Regions from separate parts of the Rattus norvegicus genome. Here region 2 is linked to region 1. The links are chromatin contacts, called in public Hi-C maps. All regions are on one chromosome and are shown on one strand. The core of a region is the stretch at or near the end of the contact, and the rest is flanking DNA. Distances in the headings are between cores, read along the strand shown.

What was found. Hi-C and Micro-C count contacts between places; a contact is called where the count stands out from the background.
Region 2: a contact with region 1 is called in a Hi-C map of Schwann cells, with 2.9 times the contacts expected there. The contact joins two enhancer-like sites. A contact is called at or near these places in 4 of 12 Hi-C or Micro-C datasets (Schwann cells, frontal cortex, hepatocytes and 1 more).

What each region holds. Positions count from the first base shown.
Region 1 is chr10:14,921,515-14,928,257 of GRCr8, forward strand. The region is part of intron 1 of Cacna1h (calcium voltage-gated channel subunit alpha1 H); the gene reads right to left. Among named protein-coding and RNA genes, the nearest start is that of Cacna1h, 27 kb to the right of the region's middle. Within about 2 kb of position 4,992, at least 20 of the 93 cell types and tissues checked have an H3K27ac peak or open chromatin away from gene starts, as enhancers often do.
Region 2 is chr10:15,238,458-15,245,959 of GRCr8, forward strand. It overlaps Gng13 (G protein subunit gamma 13), which reads left to right and starts at 7,241. Exons shown (of 3, transcript NM_001135918.1): 1 at 7,241-7,281. Within about 2 kb of position 3,829, at least 7 of the 93 cell types and tissues checked have an H3K27ac peak or open chromatin away from gene starts, as enhancers often do.

The DNA of each region.
Region 1 (6,743 bases), core at 3,742-6,241:
GGTTTCAACAAGGCCTCCCTGCTAGGCCATACTTGAGACCAGAGGATTAGCATTTGAGCTGCTCCAGCCCCGCCTGCCTGCCCCCAGAGCAATCTGCACAGCCAGCTAAGCTCCATTAGGCCAGATCCAGAACAGCTTGGTTTGCGTGCTTGCGTGTGAGAGGATGGGCAGGAGGGATGGAAGGCTGGAGGGCCACTATAGGAAAAGAGGTCAGACAGCCGGCACCGTGCTCAAGGTCCCATGCCTCCCGCCTTCCCTCTGCAGGGACCCTGGTCTTACAGAGCCCCCCTTGTCCTTGGGGTCTGGAGCGTCCTTCTCTGTCACTCTGCAGTGTGAAGCTCACAGACGGTCTTCACTGCAGCCTTGGCGGGCACTGTGTTCTCAGGAGCACTCAACCTTACTTTCCGATTTGTTTGAGAAGAAAGGGGCATGTTTATTCATGGTGAAGGACTGTCCTGAGTAGGTCAGCCCAGCCTGGTGAGGAGTGAGTCTGTCAAGGAGTCTTTGTATGCTTCACAGCAGCTGTCTGTCTCTGCTGACAGAGTAACAGCTTCCGGTCCTGCATCAGATAACCCTCCTGGGCAGGTAGCTGCAGTGCCCTGTACTCAGTGGACATTAAAATAATTTCTGCCCTAGAAACAGTTCGACTCCCCCCAGCATGGCCTTCTTGGCCTGACTCTCTAGGACAATGGGGCCTGGATGAGCTACTCACCCACAAGTCTATACAACCGTGGTGGTCAGGGAGGCCCAAGGGCTTCTAGCCCAAGCACAAGGCTCCCTGTGTTGCAAAGAATCCAAAATGGCAGAACTTTCTAGGTGAGGGCACGTGGCTTACCACACACATGGCATGTAGCCTGGGCACTGTCGTTTTAAAAAAAATGTCACTGGGGCTGGAGAGATGGCTCAGTGGTTAAGAGCACTGACTGCTCTTCCAGAGGTCCTGAGTTCAATTCCCAGCAACCACATGGTGGCTCACAACCATCTGTAAAGAGATCCGATGCCCTCTTCTGGTGTGTCTGAAGACAGCTACAGTGTACTCATATATAATAAATTAATAAATCTTTTTAAAAAATGTCACTGATTTATAAATTAGGACACAGTGACACGAGGGGAGCAGAAAAGGGGGCAAGAGCAAGTTATGGAAGGCACATGGTCTCATCTATGGGCAATGTCACAACGCAGCTACAAAACTGTCCCTCTAGGATGCACATTCCCTGCGTGAGCATAAAGCCAAGGACAATCGGGGCCATCATGCATCCATGGGCACTGGGGAAGGTACAAGGTCGGAGACAGAGGGATGGGACAGTCACTCAGTCTTAGCTCCCTTCACCCAACATTATCACATCTTTGGATTTTTTTTGGGGGGGGGGTACTGCTTCTACCTGTGTTAGTGCTATGCCTTCAACGAGGAGTGCTGGGCTCCTGAAGTGGAAGGGCCCAGCAACCTCCAGTTGGCAGATAGCAAGGAGATGTCACCTAGGCCTCCAGGGACCAGCTCATTTACTGTCAGAACAAAGAGATAATAAGAAAAAGGGTACAGGGGCACTTCAGCCCTGGGCTGCCAGTCCTGTGAACCTGACCAACTCTTCCCATAGTTGGATAGAGTGAGGGGCTCCATGCTTAGTGGCCTTCATGGCCCCTCATTATCTGTGCCTCTGGCAGACCTTCTGATCCTGGAGAACTGAGAGCCTGGAAGGGTCTGGGACAGGTCCCCAAGACAAAAGGCCCCTCTCACCAGGGGAGGGAGCAGATGTGGGAAGGCCAGGGACATGGCTATGTTCTGAGGAAGTCAGTATTCCACCAGTCCCAGCCAGCACTGTCTTTGCAGCCAGCGGAGCCCGAGACCAGGCACAGCCCAGGTGGTTGGCTCCTGTGGGCTGGATGTGATTGTATAGGTCCCTCAGCCTATACAATACGGATGGACTGGGTTAACTAGCTCACACTATGGCAGTGGGCATGTCTGGGGCAAGGTGTCTGAAGATCTCAGGACTCTCCGAAGGAAGACAGAAACCACCCAGTAGGGGCTGACACGCTCTACACCAATGTCCATGCACAATGCACTGTGCACGTTACCCTGCCGAGGTCTCCAAGTCTGGGGTCTCATGCCCCCAATCTTTCCCTTTCCTTATCCTCCAGGGCTGAAGTGCCCCTGTACCCTTTTTCTTATTATCTCTTTGTTCTGACAGTAAATGAGCTGGATATCCTTGGTCCCTCAACCCCAGGGACTAGCCTTTAGCATGGCTCACTCCTCAAACTCTTAGGTTCCACCCTCAATCCCAAATAACTGGGCCTCCACAGTGCCATTTCTCACAGTCCATTGTGACCCAGAAACATCCCTCTGAGAGGCCTCAGGTCTGTCCTTGCTCCCGCTATGACACCACCCTGCCCCTGTGCTGCCCCTAAGAAGAAGCATTAGCCTGGCACCCTCTCATGGCTTCCTAGTGCCCTGGATACAGTCCAAACTGTGCGGCCCTGTGCAGCCTGGCCCTGGGAAAGTAATTGCCCTGACTGCTCCAGGGATCCAGTCCCCTGCCACTCCCTGTGACGACCCCTCCAGCCTGTAAGTGGCTCTCTCTCAGTGTCCCTGTAAGTTGTAACGAATGGAGCCTGAGTGAGTGATTTCGGGAACCTTTACTGATGTGCAGAGTCCTTCAGCCATACACCCGGCAAGCTCAGTACAGGTGTCTCTGGTGTCACCTTCATCAGAAGGCTCTGGGAAGACGCTCTGAAGGGCAGGTAGGCCACCCTTCACTAAGTAGAACGTGAGGGGATGCTAGCTAGCTAGCTGCAGGGGCTAAATGGGCTTTGCTACCCTTACATGCTCCTCTATGACAAGGTAAGCCACACCTTGGGTGGGCTCCCTCCAGATGGGTAGGACGGAGGGAGCACTGTGGCTGAGGTCAACTGCGACCCTGGAAGGAACCCCAAAGCTGGCCGCAGCGTTGGAGCCTGCTGCCCCTTTCCCTGGGGATGCCTGAAACGCGCAGGGGGTTTGCAGATTACCCGGTACGGCCATATCCTCCAGTCTGAGATTGCTACCCATGACCTACTGCAAACAAAGCCAGCCCCCAGCCCTCTGGGTTTATATGCCTGCCTTCTCCCCCCAGAAGAGGTGTGGAAATCCCAAACCCTTCTCCCGGGTAGGTGCCCAGGGAACTTCTCTGTGGGCATTTGTCCGGGGCTCCTGTGAGGTCTCAGGGGTGGAGCAGGATGTGATGATTGAAGAAGGTTTCTCTTTCTTCCCTGAGGCTGTTGCCATGCCGACAGGCTGATAATAAGGTGAGGAGGAACCTGGAGACCCAATTAGGGCAAAGGCAGAGGGGATCCCCAGCCCAGCTCCATTTCCATCAGCCCTGGCCCAGCCACCCATTCCTGTACTGTACTGCCGGTCTCACAATTCGAGAATGTGTGTTGAGCATCTTATTTAGGTCTGGGATTTGGAAACAAAGATGGGGGTGACAGGAGGGGTCAGGACAAGACAGTCCTGTTGGGGTCATCAGAGTGATCCCACACAAGGAGCGCAGGCACACGTGGCAGCTTCCTTTCCTCTGCTCCTCCTTGAGGGACATAGTGTGTCCCTCATCAGACCCCTGTACTTGGGCCAGCTGGTCTGACCCAGAGCTTCCCAGAAGTGGACTGCTGAGTGTGTGCGGGTCTGTCCCAGCTACCACAGGACCAGCTATGCCTCCACCTAGGTCCTTGCTAAGGCTGGGGGGATGTGCAGCTTTTATCTAAGGTCACCTGGGTCTCGATCTCTCAGGAGGCCAGGAGGCATCCAGAGCCGAGACAAGTGGGCTGTTACCAGATGCCCAGGGTTCAGTACACCTGTGGCAGTTACCTGAAGATGGCCTAGCTCCACGGAGCTCAGAGCCTGCCCTTGGGATAGGTGGAGGGGAACAGGTGGGGTAGTTGACCAGTGCATCGCCTCTGTCCAAAGCTCAGATCTTGGGGGGTGGAGGGACCTTGGCCATGTCCTCCCTTCGCTAGCCTTTCTAACCGCCCCCTCCATTGCCTAGCGGACCTGCTTCCTTCTCTCCATTCCCGTTCTATGAGACCTTTTTCCTTTATCCCCACCCCCATGGCCGACCAGGGAACATGGCCTGGGAGCCTGGGCCTAGGCCTGCGTGACTCACAGCAGGCTGGGCTGAGCTGGGGCTGGGGGTGGGGGTGGGGAGTGAGGGCAGCGGACCAAACATGGAGCTGTTTGTTCTCCAGCTGCCTGCTCTGCTCGGGGTCACCCAGGGGAAGGGTGGGGGCAGGCTGTCTGTGGGAGAATACTTCCTCCTGAAGCCAGGGTATGGGAGCCACTCCCCACTAGAGCCCCTCAAATGGGGAGGACAGGTCACTATGAGTACTCAACTCTAGCCGCCAGAACATTCCGGTTCATCCTCATCCTCCCCTGTGCCCTGTGAGGCACTCTGCTCTCCCAGTCCCTTATTAACAACCGTGGTGAGCTGACATCCCCATGGCCAGGGTGATGTACAGCAGTCCCACCCCCGGCTCATTGATCTGGCCCTAGATAAAGTGTGTGCTTGGTCAGCCACAGGGGCAGGACGTACAGTGGGGCACCCAGAACGGGGCTCGGCGTGTACCCATACGCCCACGTGTAAACTACTATCCGTTCTAGTGTACTGCACATGTTGCAAACACACACAACAGGGGCCCCTGTACTGCAAATGTAAACACACCCTATGAGGTCTTCAAAGGAGGGCAGGACCCCAGGTCTTCCCGGGCCAAGCCCTCCCTATCTGCAGAGACTGACATGGTGGAGCCTGGCTGAGTGCTTGCCAATGGCTCTAATTGTGCAGTTTTTAAAGCCATGCTAATTAGAAAGTGCGCTAATGTCTCTGCTTAGCTCTTAATAAAGAGCTTGATTCGGGATCTTTTCAAGGGATAATTGAGTGGAAAAGTGCCTGATCCCACCCCTCTAGTCCCTGTGCCTGCAGGAAGGCAGGCTGTGTAGGCGAGAAACCTCACCCAGACTGTGCCAGCCACTTGGTGGCAGCACGTAACCTCCCCCACCCAAATCCCACGAGGAGAGGGGGAGGAGGGGGGTGCTGCTTGGAAGAGGAACCTGTTTCCTACATTCTCAGGCGCTCCTAGCTACTCCTCACTGAGGACCAGTCATAGTGGCAGCCCCTCCCCACCAGCTGCTCCTCAAACAATTCCTCCAACCCCACTCAAGTTTAATCCTGGGAGAAGGTGAGAGGGTGAGCTTGACCTCTGCCCAACAGGATCCCCAAAAGCATTCTGCACAACCCGCTCCAATAGTCCTGGAAGGGAAAGACGGAAGGCAGACAAAAACCAGAGCAAGGTGATTCCTGGGAGAGAGGACTGCTGGCCCACAGGACGGGCTTTCAGGGACCTCTTTGCTGGAATTCTCTGGGCCAGAAATAACTGCCTGGGCCTCGCTGCACAGCTGCCTGAAGCTCAAATTAGTGACCCAAGGGGATTGGACACTCCTTCCATGGGAACATGGCCTGGTACTCTTCCCTTCCCCCAACCCCCAGGGTCTGGCTCCTTTCCTCAGGAGAATCCTGGAGCCCATCTGGATGGGGCCCCCATGTAGCTTCTGATCTCCATGGCTAGTTAGTATGGATAGAGGCCAGCCTGGGAGAGCACAGAGCCCTTCTTTGGGACCCAGAACTGACTATTGTAGCCCTGTGGGAACCTTCAGTGTCTGAGGTTGACTCAAGGGAAGGGTCACAGGGCATCTCTTCAGTATGCAGTTTTGCCCCTTCATGCCTAGGCTGCTCTGCCCAGGATTCTGCCTCAGTCCTGTGTCTCTACTGCCATGCCTTACCTAGCTCCACATAGCACTCACTGAGGATGAAGAGAGTTATACTGGGAGGAGCCACTACCAGCCATGTTTTTGCCACCAACAAAGGGCCCCGAAGCCACGCCTCTCTCATGTCCCCACCACATGCACTCAGCACATAGCAGATCCTCTAGGTTCTCTGAGGATCAGGAGACTTTATCTGTCCCTCAAGGGATGGAGGGTCTGAGTGGTCTATGTGAGCAGGTGCAGGTGAGGGGTGGCAGCCTTTCTGGGTGGGCCTCGGTGCCCCAGTCCACGTGGCTGGGCCCTTCTCTTTTCTACACACTGCTGGGGACATTACCATCTCCACCTTCCTGAGAAAACCCGACTTATACTTGTGATCTGAGGTGTGTGTATGTTGACTGCTGCAAACACAAATCTGGGCCGACCTGGGAGCTGGGTTCCCAAGGCATACTGGGAAAGGGGACAGGTAGGGCACCTTGTGGCATAATGGCTAGCATTCATGGGAAACCACGAACCCTGCAGCAGGCTGTGTTCCAACTGGGTCCTTGACCCCCACCCCCAATCCATCTATGCAAAGCCTGGCTATCCCTACCACTGTTGCCTGGCAACCGGGTATTTATTTAAAAGGGAAACCTCACAGCAATGCCTACCACCAGCCTGCTCTCCCAGCCTGCCGTAACCTCCCCCCCTTCTCTCTGACTCCCACACTCTCGGAGACATACTCCTTTGCCTGTACCTGGGCCCCAAGTCCATCCTAATCCTGCCATTCACTTTCCTGAAACCCTAAAAGCACTGGGGGACAGTGGACAACACTTCAGTAATTGTACTTTTCTAGCAGGGTTGGGGACAGCTGCTCTGTTCACAGATCTTGCCAGTCTGCAGGGCTCAAAAGCGTCCTGCACCTAGGACTGCCTGGCCACAATTTATGGGCACCGATGTACAAGGTCCCAGGTTTCTGTAT
Region 2 (7,502 bases), core at 2,579-5,078, 320 kb after region 1:
ACAAGATGTAAACTAGTCCTCAAAACCTTGTGTTCATCCACCTTTTGGCCTGAACCTATCCTGATCAACCACAGACTGCTGATCTGTGGTTTTAGGAGCCCACACCTGGTGGGCTTTGTAGAGCCTGACAGGGTGGGAAATGGATATTTCTCTGATGACTTAACTGGTTATGGTTAAAGCTGACAGACCAGAAATAACTGACTAGGAAAGGGCAGATTCCCAGCTGGGTAATGCTTTAGGGCCTTCATCTGTCCTGTCTGACAGCCCCTTACAGCTATGATCTTATGTGACAGACATGCCTGTCTCCATGAAGTCCCAGTACTTTACCAGGGCCTATATCAAACTCAGCCTCTCCAGGAAGGGTCAAAGTCACACAGAGGGCCACCTGAACAGACAGACCCCAAAGGCTCAGCAAATAAGACACCTGAATCCACTCAGTCTAAGGGCACTTATATGACAGGATATGGGCAGTGTGGTGGTTTGAATAGGTTTGGCCCTCATAGACTCATGTGTTTGAATGCTTGGCCCACAGGAAGTGGCACTATTTGGAGGTATGGCCTTATAGGAGTGGGTGTGGCCTTGTTGGAGGAAGTGTGTCACTGTGGGGGCGGGGCCTTGAGGTCTCCCAGTGCTCAAGTTCTGCCCAGAGTGGAATGAGAGCCTCTTCCTGTCTGCCTTTGGATCAAGATGTAGAACTCTTGGCTCTTCCAGCACCATTTCTGCCTGGGCATTGCCATGCTTCCCACCATGATGATAATGAATGGAACCTCTGAAACTTTAAGTTAGTCCCAGTTAAATGTTTTGTGTCTAAGAGTTGCTTTGGTCATGGTGTCTCTTCACAGCAATAAAACCCTAACTGAGGCAGGCAGAGTCACCTGAAGCCACTTTTTTGCACACAGATGTCCTGGGTCCTCTCTCCTGGGTTTACTACCCACCTGTCAGCTCTGTGTAGTTTCAGGAGTGACTGGCATGAGCCAACAGGTGGTACAGCAGGTCAGACAGTCTGCAGGCATAGCAGACATTCTCATTGGTGGCAATGAGAAGACCCCCAAAACCCATGTAGATAAGAGATCCTGCCATGGAGATCATGTATACCACAGATGCAGCAAACACAGGATGTACTTGCCCCCAAGACTCCTCTGTTGATAGCAGCACAATAAGGAATGATTACCTGACTACCCCTGGACTAGTCCTGACCACATGGCATGGTCAGTTAACTCCCCTACCCCAGCTGTGTTTCCACCTCACAGCTTTCAAGCAGCAAGGTTGTGTCTACACATGAGATAGGGAAGGAAGACCAGTTCTCATGATATGTACGCCACCATACGTTTATGAGAGAGGTGAGGCATGGGGAGAGGCCATGGACAAGAACAGGTTCTAGGGTTAGTATTTGACTGTTTCTGAGAAGTCATTGGCCAGATCTGGCTTCAGGCACAAGACAGGGTCTCTGTGTAGAAGCATCCAAGAGTTCAAGGCTAAGACAGTGGACAAGCCAGGTGACAAGCACAGAGGCTCCTGAAGACATTCTAGCCACCCAGGGATCTGGAGCCTGGACTCTCCTCCCATGCTAACCAGCAGCTAAACATGTGAGGCATCCCTTGACCCTCATTCCTGGCTCAGGCACAGAATCAGGACTAGAGGGACACGTGAGGGATGACTGTCTGTGGAGATACCCTCCCACTAGAATAGAATAGATGCCCAGAAATCATAGAAGATGATGTGTACAGACTTTGTCCTGAGAGCACTCCTGGTGATAAAGGAAGTGGACCTTAGCATTACAACATGAGAGGGGCCCAAAGCTAGGCTCCAGCTTTCTTGGTTGGGGTGTGGCCATGCCTCACTCCTCTTGCAGCAGCAGGTGAGGCCTATGGCTTCCACTAAGAGCTACCACGCAGGCAAGTGCACAGGTACCACAAACAGTTCAGGTGGGAGGAAGGTGGTTCCGGGCAGAGCACACAGCAGTTTCATCTCTCCTCCCTCAACACGGGATGCCAGCGGACCATTCCCACTCATGAGGCTCCACACATGACCTCACCGTCTGCATACCCTATGCTGCCCAGACCACACCACATCTGTTAGATGCTATCCTTATCTTTAGGGAGAGACCATGCCCATGGACCCCACCCTAGGTGGCAGGAGAGGTGCAAAACACAGAAACATCCCCCCTGGAATCACTGGAACTGTACGGCCTTCAGCTGAACAACGTTGCCTGTTTTGGGAGCGTACCTGAGTTGATGCTCTGCCATTCCCCTTGGTGCTGAGGTTCAGGGCTCAGCGCCCTGACACAATCTGCTGCTATTCACAGAGAGCAAGCATCTGGAGTGGCGGTCGCTGCTCTTCCAGTGATGACGACCCCAGTCCTTGGGCAGGAACCACAGTGTCAGATGGATACATACTGCATCACCACTAGGTGTGGGTTTTGCCTTTGCATCCTCCCAGTACCTACTCCTGCCTCCAAGTTAGGCAGGATCCTCCCTCTGTCTCTGTCTGTCTCTCTGTCTCTGTCTCTCGGATCTTGAAGTGTAGCTTATGCTAGCCTTGAACTTCAGGCCTCAGCCTCCCAAGCGCCAGACTGCACACAAGCACCTCCATGCCCAACTTGCAGAGTTGTTAGCCAAGAGATGCCCTGGGGTTGGGGATTTGGCTCAGTGGTAGAGCGCTTGCCTAGCAAGTGCAAGGCCCTGGGTTTGGACCCCAGCTCCGGAAAAAAAAAAAAAAAAAAAAAAAAAAAAAGCAAAGAGATGCCCATGTCTTCAGCAGGCCTTTCTCTGAAGCATGATCCTCAGCTCACCATAACTATCTGGTACCCAGGACTTCAGTCAACCCAGTTAAGAAGTACGCTTCCTGGGGCTGGGGATTTAGCTCAGTTGTAGAGCGCTTACCTAGGAAGCGCAAGGCCCTGGGTTCGGTCCCCAGCTCCGAAAAAAAGAACCAAAAAAAAAAAAAAAAAAAAAAAAAAAAAAAGAAGTACGCTTCCTAAGACAGGGGCATAGAGTCTGTGTCCCTAAGCTAGGGTCAGCTGTCTCCAGAGGTGAAATTGGACAAGAGCTACCTAGATGGGTCTTCCCTGGTCTTTTCCTCTTGTCTGTACATGTGGTGTGTACTCATGTGTGTATGTGTTTGGGGGAGGTGTGTGTACATATGCCCATCCACGTGTATGGATATATTTGTGTGCAGACCTGAGGATGACATTAGAAATCTTCCTCAATTGCTCTTCAATAGTTCACTGAGGCAGGGTCTCTCAATTGAACCCAGGGTTCACCAGTACAATTAGTCTGGCTAGCCAGCTTGCTCCAGAGATCCTCTGTGTCTCAGCCACTGCTCCACCGCTCTGAAGAGACACCAGAACTGAGACAGTTCTTATAAGAGAAAACATTTAACTTAAGCTTAAGCTAAACATTTAAATTAAGCTTACAGTTTCTGAGGGTTAGTCCACCCTCATCATGGCAGGAAGCAGACAAGCATGTTGATAGCTGAGAGCTTTGACATCTTGATCCACAGATAGCAGGCAGAGAGGGGAGGGAGGGCCTGGAATGGGTTTTTTGAACCTTCAAAGCTCACACACCTCCTCCAATAAGGCCACACCTACTAATCCTTCCCAAATAGTTCATCAGCTGCAGACTAAGCATATATGAGGGCCATTCTTTTTTTTTTTTTTTTTTTTTTTTTTTTTTTGGTTCTTTTTTTCGGAGCTGGGGACCGAACCCAGGGCCTTGCGCTTCCTAGGTAAGTGCTCTACCACTGAGCTAAATCCCCAGCCCTATGAGGGCCATTCTTATGCAAACCTCATTCTCTCTCTCTACCTTAAAAGTACTGGAGTTACTGAACAGCTACTACACCCACCAGCATTTATGTGGGCGCTGGGGATCCACACTCACATCCTCACACTTACAAGTAAGAGTTTTAATCACTGAGCCGTCTCCCCAACATGGCATCGCTCCTTGTAGCTGTCTGGATTATTTTTGAAAAACACTTCCAGGCTTTCTAAGATACTATTTTTAAAATGTCTGTTAGGAGCTGTTGAAGAGAAACAGCATTTTCCCAATCCCAATTGGCTTCTGTGGCCTACAGGAATAAGAATAAACTTAACGTGCTGTTACCATCCTGTCCAACAGCCCCTCCCCCAAGGCTGAAAGGCCCCTCCCCTGGCTCAGGCTCTGTTCTCCCAGAAAAAAGGGTTCTACAGATTCTAACAGCCTTCAGGCTCAACTACCTGTAGGTAAATGGCCAACTAGCATTCTTTCTCCTTGGCTTGGGCACAGCCTGACCTTTGTCCTTTTATTTGTGAGAGAATCAGTCATCTGGAGTTAGGGGTTGTCTTCTGCATGGAGCTTCTGAAATGCCTCCTTGTCCAGTTTATCCACCACTGCTGTCACCACTCCTGGAGACCTAAGGATAAAGCAGTCAGTCCAGCCCAGGCTACCCCAGAGTCATCAGAGTGGGCTCCAGTCATGACTGGGCTAGGACAAGGTCTCTTCTCCTATTAGGAGCTCTCTAGCCAGAGGAGGCCATTTCTAGGCCAGTGGAAGGAACCCTGTGTGTGCTCACCCAACGGCCCAGTTAATGTCCTAATTTCATAAAGGAGCCCAAGGGATGACAGCTCACACTTGTTGATCAGCAGTGAATTATTTCCTGAAAGTCCTCCTTCCATCTGGAAGACCCAAACTGGGGGCAGGATTTGTTTTCCTTAGAGATAGAGAATCTCACTATAGAGCCCTGGCTGGCCTGGAACTCACTGTCTAGACCAGAATGCCCTGGAACTCAAAGAGATCCTCCTGCCTTCCAAGTACTAGGAGTAAAAGTACCTTACAAACCTTTTGTATCCTGTTACCACTGTGTTCTAGCATCAAGACCCCACCACACTGCATCCTGCTTGAGAGGACTGGGATGGACATTTAGGGAGAAGTTTCAAGTCCAGCTTGGGTAGGAGGGTGGGAACTAAGGAGTCATGGGATCCTTGTTTCAGCCCTGACAGGGACTTACAGTTTCAGAACGCAGAGTGTCTTTGGGGTTTTTTTGTTTGTTTGTTTTTATGATGGATTCTTGATGTTTCTGAGACAGGGTCTCACTGTAACTTTAGCTGACCTGGAACTCACTATGCAAACCAGGCTGGCCTAAAATTCAGAGATCCCCTGCCTCCCAAGTGCTTGGATTAAAGGACCTACCACACCTGGCTAACATGTGGGTCCCTGTGATGGGTCCTCCTCAAATGGGAGCACCTGGGCTGGGGGCATGGCCCATTGGCCCTACCTGCGCTGATGCTCCTGCTGGAGCCCAACCGTCCATGCACCCTGAGACGCACCCAGCCTCCATTGTGGAGGGAGGAGGACCCTCTCAGTAGGGATCCAAGACCTGACTACCTCTAGGACCTGTTGTTGCTCCAGGACTCACTCCCTTGTCTTGATCATCCCCTGACTGACTTCTCTGAGCCTAATAAATTACACAAAGCCTGGGTCCAGAACCTTGGGGCTGAGTTGGGAGACACTGAAGCAGGCTGGTCCGACTACCTACTGTCTCAGCAATAGGAGCTCCCCCAGCCCTGGAGCCCACCTGAGGGCTGATCGTCCCACTGGAGTGCAGTTAGTAACACTGCCTCATCCCAGTGAATGCAGGCACCCTGGGGCCTTCTGGAGGTCACCTAGTCCTTCAGCCTCTTGAGGGACCGGTCCCTTCCTCCCTATTGTCACCATGCTCTGGTGGCTCTCCCAGCTTTTCTCCTGCCACAGAGACACTCATGGAAGCCTAGTTCAGGGCTGGGGAGGCATGAGGAGGGAGGGTGAGCTCAGGTCCCAGAAGAGAGGACAGCCCTCCACCCTACCAGGAAGAGCAACATCTGCCCTGAGGTCTGGCACCATTAACCTTAAGCTCCCCCAGCCCCCAAATCCATAAGTAATCTCTCTGCACCCCAGCGTGCCCCAGTTCCAGAGATGCCTCCTGATCTAACCACATGTTGATGCGCATCAGGGACCAGGGAATCATGGTGACCCCATTTCACGGAACAACACCAGGGAAGCCTGCTGTGTGACTGATGGTCCTGAGAGTCCAAGGGACAGGGACCTTGTCTGTTCTTTGATCATACCTGCAGGGTTCCAGGCCATCTCCTGGGTAGGGTGGGCTCTGAACTGTTTCGGTTCCTCTAACTCTGACCTATCCTGTTGTCTAGGTAAGAGCAGAATAGTTACTCAACACACCTCCAGCCCACAGAGGACCCAGAATACTCAGCAAGGCCCTGGCCTGGCCTCCCAGGACAGGCTTGCCTTTACGGAGCCCCAACCTGGTCTGCCCCTCCCCCAGAGACTGCTGTTGCTGCCTGAGGCCCCCAGTCTAGGTTGCAGCCTGCAGCCTTCGTCATATGAAGGTCCCCAGAGCATAGCTCCCTCAAGAGTTTGTGAGTTGTACCTCTGACAGTGACGCTGGGAAGCAAGCTAGAGGGAGGAGATGCTCTGGGAAGTTGAAGGCAGGGCTAGCGCATTACAGAGTCTCTGAGGAAGAGGGAGTTGGCTATGACACAGGGCCTAAAATCCTGTGGCTGAGGAAGTACTCTTCTTCTACAGGAGTCCCAAAGGCCATCCTGCATCAGCTAAGAAACTGGTCTACTCACCCCTAAAGCACTGTTTTGCAGAACCCATGGCTGGATATGGCATGGGAGCCTCAGGTGTGGAAGGTTACTCATCTCCAGCTTTGGGCAGATTAAACGTTAGCTGTTTTGAAGTCAGTGCCTGGGAATGGGGAAGGCGCCAGAAAGTGGGAGTGCTAGGTAGGGGGAAGGGCTGAACCCCTTCCAAGAGAGGCTAGTGTTCTGGAATTTTGCGGTATGTTTCCTAGCCTACCATAAGTGGACAAGAAGGTCGCTTGCACCTGATAGGCTGCAAAGACCACAGTGGGAAAGTGTTCTGCTCCCCCACCCCTTTCCCAGCTGGCTGGTAGCATAGGAGGGCCGTAACCAGCGATGCCTCATTGGGTGAGGCATATTTTGCCCTTTAGGGCTCTGGTCCCAGTAAATATTACAAGATTGTCGAACTGGGCTGCCAGCAGTTCTAGCTGACCCAGGAGAGACGGGACTAGCCCTCACTGCTGCATGTCCCACCCCAGGGGAGACCTGCTGTAAGAGCAGCCAAGGGAGCTCTTGGGGTCAGCCCAACCCTGTGAAGGCGGTACCAAGGCCCCAGGTGGCAAGAGTGGGCGGGGCAGCTGCCTAGGCTCCCCGGACTCGGTCAGCCCAGCCTCACTCCACAGATCCTTCGGCCCTTGTCATCTCTGCTTTTGCTGTCTCCTTCAAAAGTAAGTCCAATGAACAGAACCCTCACACTGTGGAGCGAACAGACTCCAGGGCTCTAGGGCTTGACCAGGTAGGGTCCCTTAGGTTAATTCTAACTCCTGGGACCAGGGCAACTGCCTCTGGGCCTCAGGGGCGGGGCGGCCGACAGATCGAGTCCAGCGGCGCAGGAGCCATCGCTGCGCGACGGGGGCGCGTCTGTCCTGCGCCGTGCGCGCCGCCCGCA